Regions from separate parts of the Danio rerio genome. Here region 1 is linked to region 2. Evidence: chromatin contacts called from public HiCAR-type data. All regions are on one chromosome and are shown on one strand. Each heading gives the region's core, a stretch centred on a gene start, on an enhancer-like site or on the middle of the called end of the contact. The rest is flanking DNA. Distances are from core to core; before and after follow the strand shown. Region 1 holds the start of rps6ka3b (ribosomal protein S6 kinase, polypeptide 3b). Region 2 holds the start of zgc:112982.

Region 1 (3,146 bases), core at 552-3,051, 150 kb after region 2:
AATATATGACATGAACAGACATTAAGAGTTTCTGTTTATTTTTTTAAGGAAAAACAGTTCTTAAGAACTTCGTCATAGCACAATGCACATCGAGATAAGGAGATTTTTAGCAGTACATTGTCATTGACCATCATCTCCTTTTGTGCTCAACCAAGCACCAAAAAAGTCAAACAGGTTTGGAAACACATGAGGGTGACTAATGATGGTAGATTTTTATTTTATTTTCACATTCTGAATTATATAACAGTTCACTTTGGAACTCTTCTGAATGATCCTGTATCCAAAGACATTAACTTTAGCGAAAAATAAAACATTTGGTTGACAAAATATTTGGTTGACATAACATTACTTCATCATTCAGCATAACAGTTGTTTTAAGTTCAAATGAAACATTCTGACCTGATACATAGAAGTGATTAAATAAATTTAGATCCATTTTGATTTTAAATCACTAAACACTTCTTGAGTAAAACCTATAGCTTTATAGGATAGTGGCAAAATAGCTCAGCATTTACAAGTCAATCATTTAAATTAATATTTTTGATAGAAAGCCATACATTATTATATTTGTGCATATACATTAGATTAGTCGTTACATTAGAAGCCAAATCTGGAGCTTATCTAACAAAATAACTTACGATAACAGTCCAAAAACTAGTACACCCAAATTTATGTTATAGAAAAATATTAAATACAAATGCAAAAATAAATAGTTTTTTTTTAATTTGGTTGACATTTTGTAGGTTGTAATTTCTTTTTTCTTTTTTGCAATAATTTGTTTGCTTTAATTGTGCTTTATTTCAATTTCTAAACATGTTTGATGACTAAAATATTATTTTGATAAATATATCCGTTTAATAAATCTGATTTGTTTAAATGCACCAAAATTTATTGGAAATGGATACAAATATCCCATTTTTAAAATGGGCTGTACTTAAGTATGCTGAGCACTGTATTTATTTAAAATGACTTGTCATCAGATTTTCTTGCCATCTACTATAAACTATTGTTACACAATTACTTTTTAAAGGGTTTCTGTATGACAATTTATGGCAGTTTCTTCCTTCTTTAGTTCAAAAAAATATTTTAAAGTTCAGTGTTAACTAAATTTACATTTCTCGGTGACAAAGCAAAGATTCATTCTAAAGATGAACAGATTCATCACCACCAAACTGTCATCATCAGCACGAATCAGATTGAGATCCACGAACATTACGTTGTAGTCTCATTCATCAAAACTTTAAAGTCCATTAACAAAACATATCATACAATATGAATTCGCATGCTACTTCCAAAGTAACTACAAGTCAAAAAATGTGAAAGGCCTTTGACATGCGGATCGTTTTAAAAGCATTTACGCGCACGGGTCACACGCTATAACCGCTAATCCCCAACATCGGATATACAGATAGAGATCTGGAACAGGTTGTACACAAACGCCACACAGAAACGAAACGGCGTCAAAAACAGAAGTGCTGCTTATATTATGAACATGTCAGCGATTTAAACCTGTGAATGCAGCGGAGACTCACCTCGCTCGCCGCACTCCCGATTGCCATCTTTCTCCAAGGGTCAACTAGTTGTGCCAGGGGCATCTTCACTTTTTGCAAGGCTCCTTTTTTAAATAAATCAGACTCAAAAGGGAAATTCTGAGGCACTTTGAAGAAATTACGTCTGGTTGTTTCCGCGCTTTTGACACTGAGTGAAGAAAGCTGGGTATCCGTTGCGCATCCAAAAGCGCCGCCACCTTTTCCTCCGCTCACCTCTGCCAGTCAGTGCAGCGTTTCCATAGGAATAAAATGACCGTGCCCCTGATCTCGTGCCAGTCGCCCTCTCTCTCTCGCTCTCTCCCCTCTGACAGAAAAAACACACGTTCACGCGCTCTACTCACTTCCGCTTCTTCCAGTGTGACGAATCGGATTGGCTATTGCGCTTGTCACTTATTGACAGAAGGGCGGGGCTGAAGCTGTGGCGCTCAAATAGACGGACAGGTGAGAGCGCAATGCATCCTTTACCTCCTCCACCTGTGTTTGAGACTAAATGTACGTATTTAAATAATAATCACGTTTATTTACTATAATCTCTTTTCTGTATATTTGTAATACGGATAACTTTTTTAAGAAAACTGTAGCCTACCATATTTATTCATTAATATGTTGTATTTTGAGAGGATTTTATGACCACTAGATGATATAGGCCTATATCTCGTAATTATATACCATTTCAGTGTGGTCATGTCATTGGCCCATGAACATTTCCTTCTTGTTAGAACTATTTTATAACTGTAACAAGAGGCATTTCAATAACTTAATGTTAAAACAGCTATCATAGCATTATTTATCAATATGTGGCTTATTTTGGATTCTCAGAAGCTATAGAAAATAAAAATGTAAAGCAGGAAATATGTTGGGACCATTGTTTTTGTTTACATCCCTCTGCACAAATAGAGTTGTTCTAAGTAGAGTTTACTCCACTGCATATCAACCTATGTTTTTGGGGGTAACGTTCATTCATTTATTTACTTTTCTGCTTAGTCCCTTTACTAATCATGGGTCGCCACAGTAGAATGAACCGCCGACTTATCCAGCATATGTTTTACACAGCGGATGCCCTTCAAGCCACAACCTAACACCGGGAAACACCCATACACTCTAGCATTCACTCGAACCAGTGACCTTCTTGCTGTGAGGCGATTGTGCTACCCACTGCACCACCGTGACGTCCCTTGTGGTAACATATTTAGCCTATATAAAAATAAATTCTTACACAGTATTATACTTTATCTGAAACTAGTAGTAAATCTGGTCAGCAATAGCACTATTTTACATATTCAGACTTTAATTTTGGACACAAAATATTAACTTCTTGTCCATATGCAAACATAAATGAAAAATAATTAATAGTTATTTTTAATGTTAATTTCACTGCATTTTTTCCATGTACACCGAAACCAACAATGGGCACACTTAAATATTAGGCTACGTGTAGTAAATGTTGTTAGTCAGTGTCTAGACTGATGCATCATAACCCATCATCACTTTTGGGTAACATCATATGACACACATGCACTGGAAAGTACGCAAGAATTTAGGCTGCCTCCAATGAATTGGCATTTATTTTACAGCTGTGATTTGAACATTTTTAAG
Region 2 (3,286 bases), core at 503-3,002:
AACTAATTTGTTAATATAAACTTGTAACAGTGCTCAAAAATGTTGAGTGCGATAACATCTTGGTTGGTGAGACTAAATTTATGTTATGAGCACAAGCGCTACAAAGCAAAAAGGTTATTTGAACCCTGCCTTGCCATCTAAAAACGGACATTCTGTTTTAAATTAATAACTTACAATAAATAACATAAGAAATAACATTGTGTAACACTCTAGCAGCAGACATTTGGCATGAATTAATTAAAGACAAACACAATATTAGAAATATTACAATACATCACACCATGGAAATAATTAAAACTTTAAAATTGTGTTGTTTGCACGCATTCTCTGTAATGAAACTATGATTTTCTATTATTGTCTAGTCATTCATTATTAATATGATGAAAAAGACTTGTATATTGAAATATTGATATGCATTTTTTAAAATTAAGACATAGATATTTAAGCTAAATTTAATGGTATTATAATTGTAATACAATAACAAAGCACTCAGTGTGCCAAAGGTAGTGCTATCGCCTAATTTAATAGCGCCTTGTTCGAGAAAGGTTTGAGTAATCATCTTGGTCATGAGTAGGCCCACATGGAATCTGCACACGCAGAATTCCGCAGATTTTTAACCCATCATCGATTCTGTTTTTAACTTGTGTAAATGTATTGTTTTTAAACTAATTACAGTAATATTATTGACTAATATGAAAATATTTATGATTTATTTACAATAAAGTTTGTAAAGTAATATTTTCTGACTTTTTGTAGAATATTATATGAGAGACTTGCTTTGTTACCAAATAAAGTGGATCTTATTGGATTTGCATTGTAAACAATAAATAACTGTTAAAAATGTATTACTTTTTATTTCATATATATTGAGGTTTTAGTTATGATACTCCCAAAATTATTTTAACACAATTCTGCGCAGAAACAGCAAAAAATGCCCGCAGATTCCGTCTGGCCCTAGTTACGAGTTATCATTAAAATGCCTTTTTTTGCAAGCATTGTCGAAAGATTTTGGTCGCATATTGGAACAATAATTTTAGGCCTGAAAAACAGCGGTGTAGGAAATACTGTTGATATTAAAAACGCACTTATTTTATATCATGTTAAAATAGATAACACTCAAGAGAAATAATAATACATAAATAATTACCACAACTAACGTTACCGTTAGCGTATTAAGGGCTGAACTAAAGTAACGTTAGTTTAACATCTTTCCGAAATCTGACAAAACCACAAAGACAATATCAAAACACAGCGCATGTATAATAACATTAACAGTTAAAACACTCCAAATGGCACTGTAACTCGCTGTGCTAGATTAGCTTAAGTTAATCATTGTGCTGCGCGTTCTCGACATTTCTTAGAATTATGGAGGGTTCGGAAATTTAAAAGGCCCGAGCAATAACACGATCAATAAGGATGAGAAACTTTAAGCAATCCCAGAATAGAATAAAAATGTTAAAGAATAGAGAAACGCATACAAACAACCACAATATCAAGTATAAAACAACAGTTTGAATGTTATATCGATTAGCATTAGCCTTACATACCCCGCGCGATGGCTTCCACAAACTGCTAGACGATGCGTCCACCAAAATACCAGTTTCTCGCGATAGAAAACAACGGACTATGGAACATTTAATTAAATAACAGATTGAGATATTGCCATAGTCAATACGACGGATCAAATATGGATGGATTGTTGACAGATGAATATAACCACACGACCAACTTGCCCTAGCGATGCATACACAAGATTGAGCCGGAAGTGAATGAGTGAAAGCCTCGTTTTCACCAGCAGCACTCGAGAGCGCCTGCGCGAGCCACTGGCCCCTAAAGAAGCAATCCATTAAAAACATCTTTAAATATATGTATATTTTTATTATTATAAGGAAAGACAGCTTAGTCTTTAGTTTATGTAGTTTTTAAATAAAATAATTGAAATGGTTAAAATCCTTAAAAGTATTTTTTTTTAAGTTATTAGATCTGATGACAAAAAAAAAACAACTTTAATTTTAGTTTAAAACTATAGTTTAGGTCACAATTCAAGGTATTAACTAGCTTATTATCTAAGACATGATTGTTCCTTACTAGTTAAAAAGTATGATCTTATTTTGCATCCCAAATCCTTCCCAAACCCAACCTCCACCTTATAACAGATAATTTTAGTAGTTTGTTAAGCTAGTGGTGTTACTTAATGCTTTGTTAATACCGTGAATTGTGACCAACCAAATGTTGGTTTTCGAACACAGACATTTTTTCTTATATGCCCTTATGGGTAACATTTTTTAAAAAATTTGATGTACAAGTGGTAAATATTCCTCACGGAACCATCGATAACAATAAAGAACTTTATTTTCAAAAGTATTGTCCTCTAAATCAGATCAGAGGGCTGTATCATGAAGCTAGATAAGCTGGCTAGTCAGTTTAGTTTCTGTTTTGTTCTGGGTTTTAGGTACCATGCAGGCGACTCAGCTGCTCCATAACACCATGGCAACAAAAAACTGATTAAAGACACGCTGCTTTCATGATACCTACACCCAAGATCGCTGCAAACTAAACTGAAACTTAACTGGCTATCCAGCTTGATGGTACAGGCCCCAGCTCTTACATCTCAAATAGTTTAGTACAGTGAGCCAAGAAAATATTCCACACCACCAGTAACAGACTGTAGTTAATTCAAGGCACTTTGAAACCATGCTTTCATGTTGTTTTAGCTCAATTTTAGGCCATACCATTAAATGTAGCAGCAGAAATTGAGACTCATCCCCAGACCAGGCACATTTTTGTACAATCATAGATTTTGTTTTCTGTGTATATGTTGGTGCGTTTACATTTAAAAGAGTTACTGTAGTCTCTCTTTTAGCTCAAACCAGCATGTAATTTTTTCTCTAATATTATTCTACCATGCTCTAAAGATGGTTGAGATTAAAATCCCATCAGATCAACAGTTTCTGAAATTCAAAGTCACTTATCCACCTTTGTTCCCTATATGCTTGGTTTAAACTTGTTGAGGCTATATGATGCTGTTTTATCCCCCTCATTATGCTCTCCGTTGTGTTAGCATACCCTGCTAGAAGTAAACGTGTTTCATGAATGTTTTAATGGACTTTTGGGTAACACTTTAACAGTACATGAATAATGAAACATTATTTTATTGTGAATTATTGAAGAGTTAAGGCGCACGCTAATCATAAACTAACTTTAACTACAACATGAGTCACATTAGTGCCATAGTTACTTGTTAGTACATGTTGTTAATTAGTTTAATTAACATTTGCGTTTAAGC

Evidence for each region. HiCAR-type assays count read pairs that join an accessible place to other places.
Region 1: a HiCAR-type map of caudal fin shows a contact between it and region 2, with 6 times the contacts expected there. The contact joins the promoter of rps6ka3b here to the promoter of zgc:112982 in region 2. A contact is called at or near these places in 5 of 18 Hi-C or Micro-C datasets (caudal fin, embryo, hematopoietic stem cells and 1 more) and 3 of 4 datasets of contacts at active chromatin or transcription factors (caudal fin, embryo and gastrula embryo).

What each region holds. Positions count from the first base shown.
Region 1 is chr24:28,191,169-28,194,314 of GRCz12tu, forward strand. It overlaps rps6ka3b (ribosomal protein S6 kinase, polypeptide 3b), which reads right to left and starts at 1,802. Exons shown (of 21, transcript NM_001083026.2): 1 at 1,533-1,802. The coding sequence starts at 1,595.
Region 2 is chr24:28,037,798-28,041,083 of GRCz12tu, forward strand. zgc:112982 reads right to left here and starts at 1,753. Exons shown (of 13, transcript NM_001430902.1): 1 at 1,548-1,753.